Linked DNA regions of Hordeum vulgare: region 2 is linked to region 1. A link is a contact called in public Hi-C data. All regions are on one chromosome and are shown on one strand. Each heading gives the region's core, a stretch centred on a gene start, on an enhancer-like site or on the middle of the called end of the contact. The rest is flanking DNA. Distances are from core to core; before and after follow the strand shown. Region 1 holds the start of LOC123443473 (respiratory burst oxidase homolog protein B-like). Region 2 holds the start of LOC123443474.

The links. Hi-C and Micro-C count contacts between places; a contact is called where the count stands out from the background.
Region 2: a Hi-C map of seedling shows a contact between it and region 1, with 2.6 times the contacts expected there. The contact joins the promoter of LOC123443474 here to the promoter of LOC123443473 in region 1. A contact is called at or near these places in 2 of 6 Hi-C or Micro-C datasets (leaf and seedling) and 1 of 1 datasets of contacts at active chromatin or transcription factors (embryo).

The regions. Positions count from the first base shown.
Region 1 is chr3H:190,051,324-190,056,990 of MorexV3_pseudomolecules_assembly, forward strand. LOC123443473 (respiratory burst oxidase homolog protein B-like) reads right to left here and starts at 2,457. Exons shown (of 13, transcript XM_045119847.1): 1 at 2,046-2,457; 2 at 841-1,434; 3 at 600-759; 4 at 194-242; 5 at 1-100. The coding sequence starts at 1,399.
Region 2 is chr3H:190,244,886-190,251,222 of MorexV3_pseudomolecules_assembly, forward strand. It overlaps LOC123443474, which reads right to left and starts at 4,005. Exons shown (of 6, transcript XM_045119850.1): 1 at 3,713-4,005; 2 at 3,413-3,631; 3 at 3,034-3,327; 4 at 2,372-2,533; 5 at 2,205-2,288; 6 at 1,833-2,066. The coding sequence starts at 3,742. The coding sequence ends at 1,959.

The DNA.
Region 1 (5,667 bases), core at 1,207-3,706:
AGTTGTTAGGGTCAAGCTCTTCCATGATAAGTGCTGTGTACTCATCAGCTCGCTCTTTTATCTTGGAAAGTTTATTTGCTGATGCACTAAGCGCAATAATCTGCGAAAGCATGTTGTCATTTGCTTAATGCATCAAATTTACACCATGAGGACATTAAAACTAGATCTTTCAGTTTTGGCTCTTCCTACTAACCTCCTTAACCTCCTCTGAGGTGATTCTTCCATCAGCATTTTTGTCAACCCTGAACAAAGAGGTCAAGACATGTTAAAGTGCTATATTAAACGACCAAAAAAATCAAAGGAACAAGGCAATAAAACCAGAAAGAGTTCACACTCAGCCTCTAGATAACAAAATGCATACATCCACAAACAGTACTTCAAAACCTTTGTAAGAGCAGTCTGGAATAGAAAGAAAACACAACCTATGATGATGGAGGACCGATCCGTAATCATAACGAAATATAAGTTGTTGCGGTAGTTTTACTTCAAAAATGCAGTAAATGGTGTTAAGTATTTTGAAGTGAAATTTGGATTAATTCATCTCCATCAAGAACCGAACAATAACAAAACAAGTAAATTATTTAGCACAAACTACTAACATGTCAAAGAACGTTTGCAGACGGTTGTCAAAACCCTGATCACCGAGTTGCTCCCAGAAATCTTTCAGCTCCTCCTTAGTCAGCACTTGCTTCACCATCCCTCTCTTCCTCGCTAACGAGTCAAACATTTGCATCGCAAACTCGTCAGACCCTTCCATCCCTGAACAATCAAAAGCAGCAATATTTGAATTACCATTCTTTCAAATACGTATCTATATTCACTGAAACCGTTTTAAGTTACCAATGCATTTCCCAAATCTTGAACGGAGTAGCATGCCATCAACCTGTAGGTGATTGAATCGTTTCTCCACGGCAGTCCAGCCATCGTTGCCAACTTTCGCAGTCACAAACTGCAAGCCTTTGAGTGCCACTGCAGCACTGCTCTTGCTTCGGTCATATCTCTTCCTCGCGGTCTTTGGTGCGGTCGGCGGTGGCACCTTCTTGCTTGGATTCGTCAGCTTTAGCCCATTTGTCACCTGTCTCAGTTTTGATGACAGCTTGCCACCCCTTGATGAGGAAGGTGACACCAGTGCACCACTGTGTGCTGATGCTGAGCCACTATCGTCAAATGCAACTGGCCTGACATCTTGGATTGACACTGAATCGCGTTGAATGTCAAGGGTAATCTCAACAACCCCGTCGTCGCCGTCGTCTTTGAACCTGGTGGTCTTTGTGGTCTTGTGGCTTGAACCTTCTAAACTTCCACTGTTTGGGATTGTTGTCGCAGTATTGTCTTGTGGCCTTCTTGAACTATCAGAATCAGTGACTACCGTGCCAGCTTCAATATCAGGCATCTCCATCTCTACCTCTCAGGGCAATTTTCTCCTTCTGTCTGCTGAAAGGACAGCAATCAAGTTAATGCCTGTTTGGGCGGAACAAACTTACAGAACATGCATTTCTTGTTCTATCCACAAATAGAAAGGTGAAAAAAATCAGTGGGAAGGAAAGTAAAATCACAGATTCGCAGTTCGCTCAGACAGACTGAATTATTTGCAATTCAGGTATAGGATACATTAAAAAAATGAAAAGACTATTTATTATCTAAAAAGAGGAGAGCAGAACGTTGGATCTCTCTTTCTATAACAAGAAATTGACGGCACACTAGTTACGGTAACAGAAGGAGAGGAGGAAAATTGGAACTTTTAAAGATACTAACAGAAACCAAACAGAAGAAATAACTTCCGAACTGAGATTAACACTAAAGCACTCATCCAGCTGCTCAGATCTAGAAACCATCCCTTTCTTGGTGCCAGAAAGGGAGATAGAAAAATGGACAAGAAACAGAAAAACATTCCCAGGAGGGGAGTGAAGCATCATCCACTGAAGAGTCAACCGGAATTTGACCACGCTGACCAAACCCAAGTGGAGAACCAAACAGACACCAAGAATCAATCACGCTCGTTCTTTTGAAAACTCCAAGGAGGGAAGAGATTCTGTTCGACGTACCTTAATCCCGAGAGAGATTTCAGCCACTGATTGGAACCCGGAGCATCTCTCGAAATTCCACCAAGAAGAAAAGAGCAAAGAAAACCCGAGTCCGCCGCAACCAAACTGCGCAGGCGCGAACCCTATTGAACACAGATGAGAGTTTTCTGGAACCTAAACGCACTAGAGAAAGCGCCAACCAGTGTTGCATCTACAGGTGGCTTTTGCCTGCCTGGTAGTGGTTCGGTACTGCTGTCTAGCACTCGTGCTCATCTACTCCTCCAATGCGACGCGCACCAAATGACACCAGTCCAGTCGCTTCACAAAACAACAAGGAGGAGAGTGCTCGTGGCAGGCAGCAAGGATGATGAGGGTCTGTAGCGCTACTGTGTATCCGTGGGAGAGAGGTTGGAGGCATGGACAGCTTGACGCACCTACGCTGATGGCGGCTGCTGCCACCTCTCAATGGTTGTTGTCCACGGTCCACAGCGCAACCACTGCTCTTGTCCTGGCACTATTTTTTTTAATAATATATTTTTCATTAAATTTTAGAAATATTGTGCGGTTTAAAAAGAAAAAAAATACATCATCGGTCGCACGAGAGCCGAGTGGATCTATCGGCTCAACCGAAGCCGACAAGACCTTATCAGCCAACACGATTGTCGATATGTGGCCACTCGGCCACGTGGCAGCCGACGACAAGCCCGACCACGTCACTCGGCCTAGGCTGCCGCCAGTCGACTGCGGCAAATCCGACTGGCCAGTCGGCCACAGCTCAGCCGATAGGAGGTCGCCTCAGCCACGGGCCGTGTCGCGCCCCTTTCTCCGTCCTCTCTTTCTCCTTTTTCCTCGTTCCTTCTCTCTCTATAGAAAAAAAACATTGACATGTCTACTTTCGGTCTGTGCTGGACATGTCGCAAGGTATGTCTCGTGGTATAATTTTGCGTACACTATGGCTGAAACTCGCTTATGTTTTGCGCAGAGACGCTTTGCTAGTGATCAGACTAGGCGAGCCTATATGGCATTAAATGAGCAGTTCGATACATACAATGGGGTTATCTGGCAGCCGTACACGCAAGCAGCCATACATGCCAGATATCCCGACGGTATTTCTGAGCTATGCACAAGAGATCGGGGTTACTAGATGATGAAATCGAAGATCATCTTCGATGTCTTCGTCGAGGAGATGGCGCAGCAACGGATTATGAGGCAATTTGGTCTTCGGCAGATGGTCGAGCAACCCCCTATAGAGAACCTGTTGCAAGCAGTAGTTCACAGGTATTTTATACTTATTGAATATTGCATTGTCTTTTACTATTGTTTACCGTGAAGCACCGATTAATTGTTAAACACATACCTCAATTGCAGGATCACAAGGAAGGGGACAAGCAGGACAAATGCTTAGTGGCTCCAGAGACTTCAGCAGTACGTTATAGACTGGGATACAGCAACACGGTCTCTAGCACGAGGATGTCGGGTTTGATCTCGATGGATACAGTGCTTATTTGGATCGGTACATGAGAGGGACACAGTTACGCGTCGTTCAACACTCTAATGCAGAGGAGATACCGTACACTATTACGTGTGATATGTACCCGAGCTATGATACTTGAGGCTCTAGGCAGTACGCAGTAACATTTATTATCTTTATATAATGCATCTTGTCGTTACATACTTTGTCGTCCATACTTAATAATAATAATGACAATTTCAATCTGAGTTGGCATACAATCTTCATAGGGACGTGATGAACTATGGACGACAACTGTCGTTTGGACCTCTTCTGGTACCTAGGCCTCAGCTCCAGCCATGGTTTACGCGCATGGAGCATAAGATACGAGATGTCTACAGAGCTATCACGTGCACCCGCACTTCGGACGTTGTTCAGCACCACCACCACCACCAGCCGCGTCCCTCCACGCAACGACATCAGCCACGTCCACGCTTAGCACAGTACACGACACCCCATCCACCCCCTCCTGACCAGGCTAGCAATTCAGCGTGGCAACACCCACAACAGCATGTTCCCTCGTCCAGCTTCGTGTTTCGGCCTCCACCACAACAGCAAAGTCCCACACCGGGTTTCATGTTTCAGCCACATCCAACTGGTATGTCTCATCATATTTATTCTTTTGAATATTAATTGAGACTACATATTTATTCAGTATTTATGTTCCCTCCTGCACAATAGTATGCATATCAGGAGGCATTGGCGTCCAGATCCGGGTGGGGGAGTGAACAGGAAAATCCACCATCGCAGCACAACACCTGGATGGACATGTTTTTGACTCCTCTACCAGGACCCACACATGATACATTACAATATGACCAGGACGAGTCCGAGATCCCTCCTCGTAACATTAGGCCACCCCATAGGTGGGGATGGAGCATGCCTAGCACACCGCCTGAGCGCCTAGGCAGACACCGTGAGTGATGCTTTTATCTAATAATAGACACATGACTATCTAATTATGTATGATACATATGTCTATTCTATGTATGGGACAAATGACTATCTAGTTATGTATGAGACATGTTCTTGTTTTATTTCAGTGCTTAGTTAGTTTAGCGGGGATAACACTTATACTACGATAACGTGCTTAGATAGAACATAACACTCCCACAACAAGACATTACAAACAAACAATAGAAAATACATCCGAATTAAACGGTACGACTGAACTTATAGAATATAGCTTAACAACTACATGAAGGCATCATCGTCATCCTTCGTCGATGCGGAGCTCTTGCCCTTCATCGACGTGGAGCTCTTGCCCTTCGTCGATGCAGAGCTCCTGCCCTTCGTCGATGCAGAGCTCTGGCCCTTCGACGATGCGGTACTCTTGGCCTTGGTACTCGTAATGAAGATATCATCCGCTTCCTTGTTGTGGGCCATCCATAAAAAAGGATGTTCTACTCCATGGTGTAGGTGCTGGCCTTTCTTATTCCATCTTCCATGCAACCTGAGAAGTTCTTTCCGTATCTCACCAAAGGTACTGGGAGGCCACCCACTCCTAGCTAATGCGTGAGCCAACTCATTCAGTAGGACATCACTAGTGATGAGTTCGTCCCATGGAACTATTATATCGTCTTATCTTTAAATTGTTGGCTAAATGCAGAAGACATTGGGACATACTAGAGAGAAAACTACGATCAAAAAGATAATGGGGCATCTTGACGTAACTACGGTACTACACTGGACTGCTTACCCACTGGAGTGTGGAAGGCTTTTTATACGTTCAGACGAGAAGAATAGGCGGGAACTCACAAGAGGGAAACTATGGCATGAGATATCGGCAGGAACTAAGAAGCGGGAAACGATGGCGGGAAGTTAGAAGCGGGAATTTATCGGGGGAAGTTAGAAGTGAGAAATTATGGCGGGGAGTCAGGAACTGTAAATTATGGCGGGAATTTTTCTTGCCGCCTGATCCAGTAGCAGGATCTGCCATGCGAGAAATTAGAGGACTATTTTGTCACTCTAGTCATCAGAAAATCTTCGTTAGGTAAAAAAAATATGAATGCATGCACCTATCGACTTTGCCAACATCAATTAGTACTAATTGGTCACTACTAAGCCAATTAATACTAATTGGTCACGGCTAGGCCGATTAGTACTAATTGGCGATTTTTAAGCCGACTAGAG
Region 2 (6,337 bases), core at 2,755-5,254, 200 kb after region 1:
GATTGATATATAGGATGACCTCATTTGATTACCGGAAGGTTTTCGGAGTTACCGGGAATGTACCGGGAATGACGAATGGGTTCCGGGAGTTCACCGGGGGGGGGGGGGGGCAACCCACCCTGGGGAAGCCCATAGGACTTGGGGGTGGCACACCAGCCCTTAGTGGGATGGTGGGACAGCCCAAAAGAGCCCTATGCGCCATAGGAAGAAAAATCAAAGAGAAAAGAAAAAAAAAGGAGGAGGTGGGAAAAGGGAGAAGGACTCCACCTTCCAAACCAAGTTGGATTCGGTTTGGAAGGGGAGACCTTCCCCCCTTGGCTCGGCCGAAACCATTAGGGGTCCTTGGACCCCAAGGCAAGGCTCCCCCTCTTCCCCCTATATATACGGAGGTTTTAGGGCTGATTTGAGACGACTTTTCCACGGCAGCCCGACCACATACCTCCACGGTTTTTCCTCTAGATCGTGTTTCTGCAGAGCTCGGGCGGAGCCCTGCTGAGACAAGATCATCACCAACCTCCGGAGCGCCGTCACGCTGCCGGAGAACTCTTCTACCTCTCCGTCTCTCTTGCTGGATCAAGAAGGCCGAGATCATCGTCGAGCTGTACGTGTGCTGAACGTGGAGGTGCCGTCCGTTCGGCACTAGATCGTGGGACTGATCGCGGGACGGTTCGCGGGGTGGATCGAGGGACGTGAGGACGTTCCACTACATCAACCGCGTTCACTAACGCTTCTGCTGTACGGTCTACAAGGGTACGTAGATCACACATCCCCTTTCGTAGATGGACATCACCATGATAGGTCTTTGTGTGCGTAGGAAATTTTTTGTTTCCCATGCGACGTTCCCCAACAGCTCTCATGTTTGCATCTACTCGGTCAATGGACACAACTACTCGATGGGTTACTACCTTGCGGATGACATCTATCCACAATGGGCCACCTTGGTCAAAATAATTCCTCGTCCAAAAGGTAACAAAAACATTCACTTTGCCCAATGTCAAGAAGCTCCTAGGAAAGACGTTGAGATAGCCTTCGGTGCGCTTCAGAAGTGCTTTACAATTGTTTGTGGCCGTGACAAGTACTGGAGCTCCAAGGTTCTATGGCGGATCATGACTTGTTGCATTATATTGCATAACATGATCATTGAAGGCGAGAGGGATATGCGTGAGAACTTTCGGTACACCACCAACGGGACTCCAATTGAGCCAGAGTATGATACGAACAGGACCATGGCATACCTTGAGGAGCATCGCAAGATCGAGAACCGTCAAGTTCATATTCAGCTCCAACAAGATCTTATTCAGCATCAGTGGCAACGTCTAAGCGAGTCCTAATTGTTCTATCACATGCTATTTGCTATATTTGGACCATTAGACGTGTTTAAATTTGAATAATTCAGTTTGTAAGCTTCAAATTCTGTTTATAAACTATATTCATGATTTGGTTGAACATTCAAATTTATGCTTAATTTGTAGATGTGTGCTAATATGTAGTTGTGATATACTAGAATTGCAAGGCTTAGAAAAATGGCCTTATCGAGCTAGGTCAGGTCAAAACTTAGTGGAGTAAATATACTCCATTAAGCTTTTACTTTACCGAATACTTCATTATTTTTAAAGAATCGGTTAGAAATGGCTTTATCGAGCCTTGATTCTCAAAAATGCAGTTAATGTCACCCATCCAGGTTTCGCGTGTCACGGCCTAATGAATATATTTTTCATGAAAATAAACTTGCAACCTAAAATTCTTAATCGCAACTCACTCCAAGCTATATTGTTACAGTTGGATTCGAGCACTTGCTACCATGCAGCTCCACCTTGTTTTGCCTGACATTGTTCAGATAATCCATTTTATTCCATAAACTGGTGCATCGATTGTTAGACCAGCGCATAGCAGCAAATATATTTATTTCTACAAAGTCTTCTTTAATAGGGCAAGTCCGTGAAGTGTCAATATGCTAGCTAGGCGAAGAGTGTCCCAGCCATGACAGTAACAGCTTCGCCCTGAATCCGCACTCGCCGATTCTCAACATCCAGCTCCAGGTATAGTGTCCCGCTCCTTGGAGATACCTGACGATGAGATGAACAGAAAAAAAAAATGAAAATTGACACGATAGTTTGGTTGATTGAGCGCTAACTTTAGCATTTCCTTTTTCAGAAAAAAAAAGGAATCACTGTAGTAAATGATAGTTCACTCAGCAACATTACCTGAAACGCTACCAGTTTTTGTTTCCCCAGCTTTCCACCCCAATAGGGTGCCAAAACACAGTGTGCACTGCCACATACCGGATCCTACAGAAATATTGGGAACGGGTTACGCGGTACCCGTCAACGAGCAAGTTAAACGAGCTTCACTATTTATATGTATTCATTACCTCATCAATCCCAAATTTTGGGCAGAAAAAACGTGTGAAGAAGTCATAGCCCGATCCAGCAGGCGCCGGTGCTGTAACAATCACGCCTCTGCCGGCACACTTTCTAATTTCTTCGATGTTTGGAAGGACGTCGGCAACCTCTTTTCCTGATGAAAGTTCAACCTGGAAGCCATGCGAGATTCTTTTGGTGAGTCAGACTCAGACCAGTAATCCATGTTTCTTATTTGTCACTTTAGTTCTGTACCTTTAACTAAGTTGCATGCAGTTTACAGTTAATTTGAGCATTCTTATATCATGCCGATGGAGAGCCAGATGATTTTTATTGAACAATGTTTCTGTGATAAACTGATAAGTGCTGCTTAAGTGAGCAATAGTTCATCAGCCACCAAGAAAGAGTTGTTCATCCTAGTATAATTGTTATACTCACTCCATAGTAAAGTTGTACTAAAACAGTGACAATTAATATGGTTCGAAGATAATAGTAGCACCAACACAATTCTTTACCTCAATTTGTTTCTGAGTTAGAAATACTCCGAAATATAGGTCGTTGGAGTAGCTGAATTACAGTTGCTTCAACGACATATATTTCGAGTAGTAATTTTTTAAATCATGGTTATGCACGCAAAAAAAAAAAAAACAACGCGTGAGGTAAGAGACAATACAATGAAGTCGTTGGTGGTCACTGATTTATGAACACTGACGGCGGACGCGCCGTTGAGCATCTCCGGGATGGACGGCAGCTCGTCGGCGGGATCGCAACCCACATAGTCAATCATGGGGAAGTCCAGCTCAATGAACAGCTTCTCCTGCTCCTCCTCAGTCTCTGGTGCAGGAACCTTCTTGGCGGTCAGGACGCCGGACTTGGTGGCGAACTCGACCACGCCATGGCTCTCCGCGAGGACGGACGTGAAGAGGAAGTGGGCGGTGGCCAGCGTCGCGTGCCCGCAGAGCGCGACCTGAGAACGACGGCGCATATGGATCAGTTGCGAGGAACGACGCTGATTCAGCGGGTGTCTGTCAGGCGGGAAGCTAGGCGGCGACCTCCGTGACGGGGCTGAACCAGCGGAGGTGGAACCGCGGCGTGGCGGCGTCGGCCGCGCGGGACGAGTCACGCGAAAAAAAGGCCGTCTGGGAGAGGTTGAACTCGACGGCGACGGACTGCATCCACCGTCCGTCCCCCGCGGGGGCGGCCGCGTCGTCCACCAGGAAGCATACCGCGGCCGGGTTGCCCTTGAACGGCTGGGCCGTGAAGGCATCCACCTGCGACGAGACCACACATGAAGATCAGTTCCCATTCGAGCCAAGAAGAGGAAATGAAGGAGAGGAGAAGAGATCACTGACCACGACATACTGGATTCCTTTCTTGGACATGGCCGCTAAAGAGCAGAGCAGCTCCAAATCTGTCTGTGCCTGCTACTGCTAGTGATCTATCGGTACGGATGCGCACGGGAGCACGTTCTCGTAGGACAGTAAGTACTAGTGCTAGTCAAATCAGCTGCTGATGATAATGGGAGTTGGTGCAGCAATAGTCATCAGTGACGATATGGAACTTGCAGGCCTCCTTCCTCGCGAAACTAATTTACCCTGCTGGCCCAGGCAGGCATTTTGAGTCGCTGCCTGGTGTAGTCCTCTTGTGTCGAGGCCACTGATAGGACTGCCACTCCAACTGATCAAGACCCGGCCTGCCCCACGGCTCGGCCCATTCGACAACGACGGACCAACAGCAGGGTCCACGGGGCAGAGTGTTTGCATTTTATGAAGAGGAGCAAAGCAAATCAAAGCAAAGACAAACAATTATTGTGCTTTAAAACTGGATATGATGAAGGCCTATGACAGACTGAAGTAGCCACATCTAAGGGTCATGATGGAAGGCTAAGTTTTGCAAATCCATGGATTAACATAGTTATGCAAGTGATACAATCTGTCTATTTTTCAGTTATGTTCAATGGAAAGAAATTGAAACAATTCTTTCCAACACGAGGTATCCGACAGGCAGATCGCATCTCCCTTTATCTTTTCTTAATTGCAACAGAGGGCCTCTCGTGCCTCTTAAAAACTGGTTTTCAGTCGTCTGTTCTTGAAGGAATCAAGGTGGCGCCGACAGCTCCAACTGTCAACCATCTCCTCTTTGCTGATGATAGCCTGTTGCTTTTCAAGTCATGTATGGAGGGAGCTACAAGGGTATCAAACCTATTGGAGTTATACTGTAATGCATTGGGCCATCGAATTAATCACATGAAATCTTCGATTTTCTTCAGCAAGGGGTGCCCTCAGAATATGAGGGAGCCTATCAAGGGTATTTTGGCTGTGAACAACGAGTCCCTTAGTGATAGATATCTGGGTCTGCCCACAGATGTTGGCCAGTTAAAAATGGGCACTTTCAAGTACCTACGAGACAGGGTGTGGGAGAAAGTCAGGGGATGGATGCAAAACTTCTTTTAGTCGCTCGTAAAGAGGTTCTTATCGAGTTGGTTGCCCAATCTATTCCAGTATACTCTATGCCGTGTTTCAGGTTACCTCGTCGCCTATGTGACAATATCACATCAATTATCACACAATTTTGGTGGGGGAGTAAGCAGGGGAAGAGGAAACCAGCCTGGGTCTCTTGGGATGTGTTGACAAATCCAAAATAACTTGGTGGAATGTGTTTTAGGGACATGAAGATCTTCAACTTGGCACTGTTAGCACGTCAAGCCTGGAGAGTCCTCGTTGAACCAAGTTCTCTTAGTGCAAGGATTTTGAAAGCAACCTACTTTCCAAACACAACTTTCCTTGAAGCGGAGCTGGGTAATCATCCTTCTCAGATTTGGAGATCGGTGGTGGACAGTAGGGAGATAAATGCAACAAGGGGTGATCAATAGAATTGGAACGGGAAGCTCGACCAAGATCTAGGAATCTAACTGGCTTCCAAGGATGGGGCCGAAGCGCCCGATCACATCCCTCACAGCCAACCCACCACAACTAGTCTCGGAGCTCATTGATCATACTTCAGCTTCGTGGTGGGAAGGTCGGGTTCGGGCGACCTTTATTCCGTTTGATGTAGACGTTATCCTCTCAATCCCACTCTGTACCCAGGCGGTTGAGGATTTTTGGGCTTGGTGAGAAGAGAGGACGGGCAGGTTCATTGTCCGCTCCGCATATCGCATGGTCATGAACAACACAAAGCATCGGGGAGATGAAAATGAAGGAGCATCGGATCTAGGCACCAATAGTACTGGATGGTTTGACCTATGGAAAACTAAGGTACCTTCGAAGCTCAGAGTGTTCTTGTGGTGACTGGCTAGATATTCAATGGCAACGACGGATCTGCTAAATCACCGCAACATGTCCACAAATCATCTATGCGCGCTATGTGGCCGTGAGGACTCCTGGAGGCATGCTCTTTTGGACTGCACCATGTAAAGGTGCATCTCGGCTTTGTCTGATGAAGTTTTGGTGGAGCATTTGTGTGTCAACACTGGTCATAATGCCAAGAATTGGCTTCTTTCGATGCATGAGGGATTGTCATAGGAGCATTACACCCTCATGATGGTAACCTTATGAACTATATGGAGAGTACGACGAAAGGCAATCTATGAGGACATATTTCAGAGCCCGCAGTCCACTAACCAATTTATCAAACCTTATATTTCTGAACTCCAAGCTTTGGATGGACATCAGAGCGGTCAGGTGAGACAAACGATACCCCGACCTGCTGGTTGGATACCACCGCTGGATGATCATTTCTAGATCAATGTGGACGCTGCGGTGGCCCAAAACTTAGGTCGCGGTGTTGCTGCAGCGATTTGTCGTGGGAAAGATGGATCTTTTCAGGGGGCATCGGTTGTATTCTTCAAGGGGATTAGCGACCCACAAACTCTCGAAGCTCTAGCAGTCCCGGAGGCTTTAGCACTAGATGAAGATCTAAATTGTGAGAAGATCCACGTTGCATGTGATTGCAAGGTCATTACCGATGATATGAAGCTC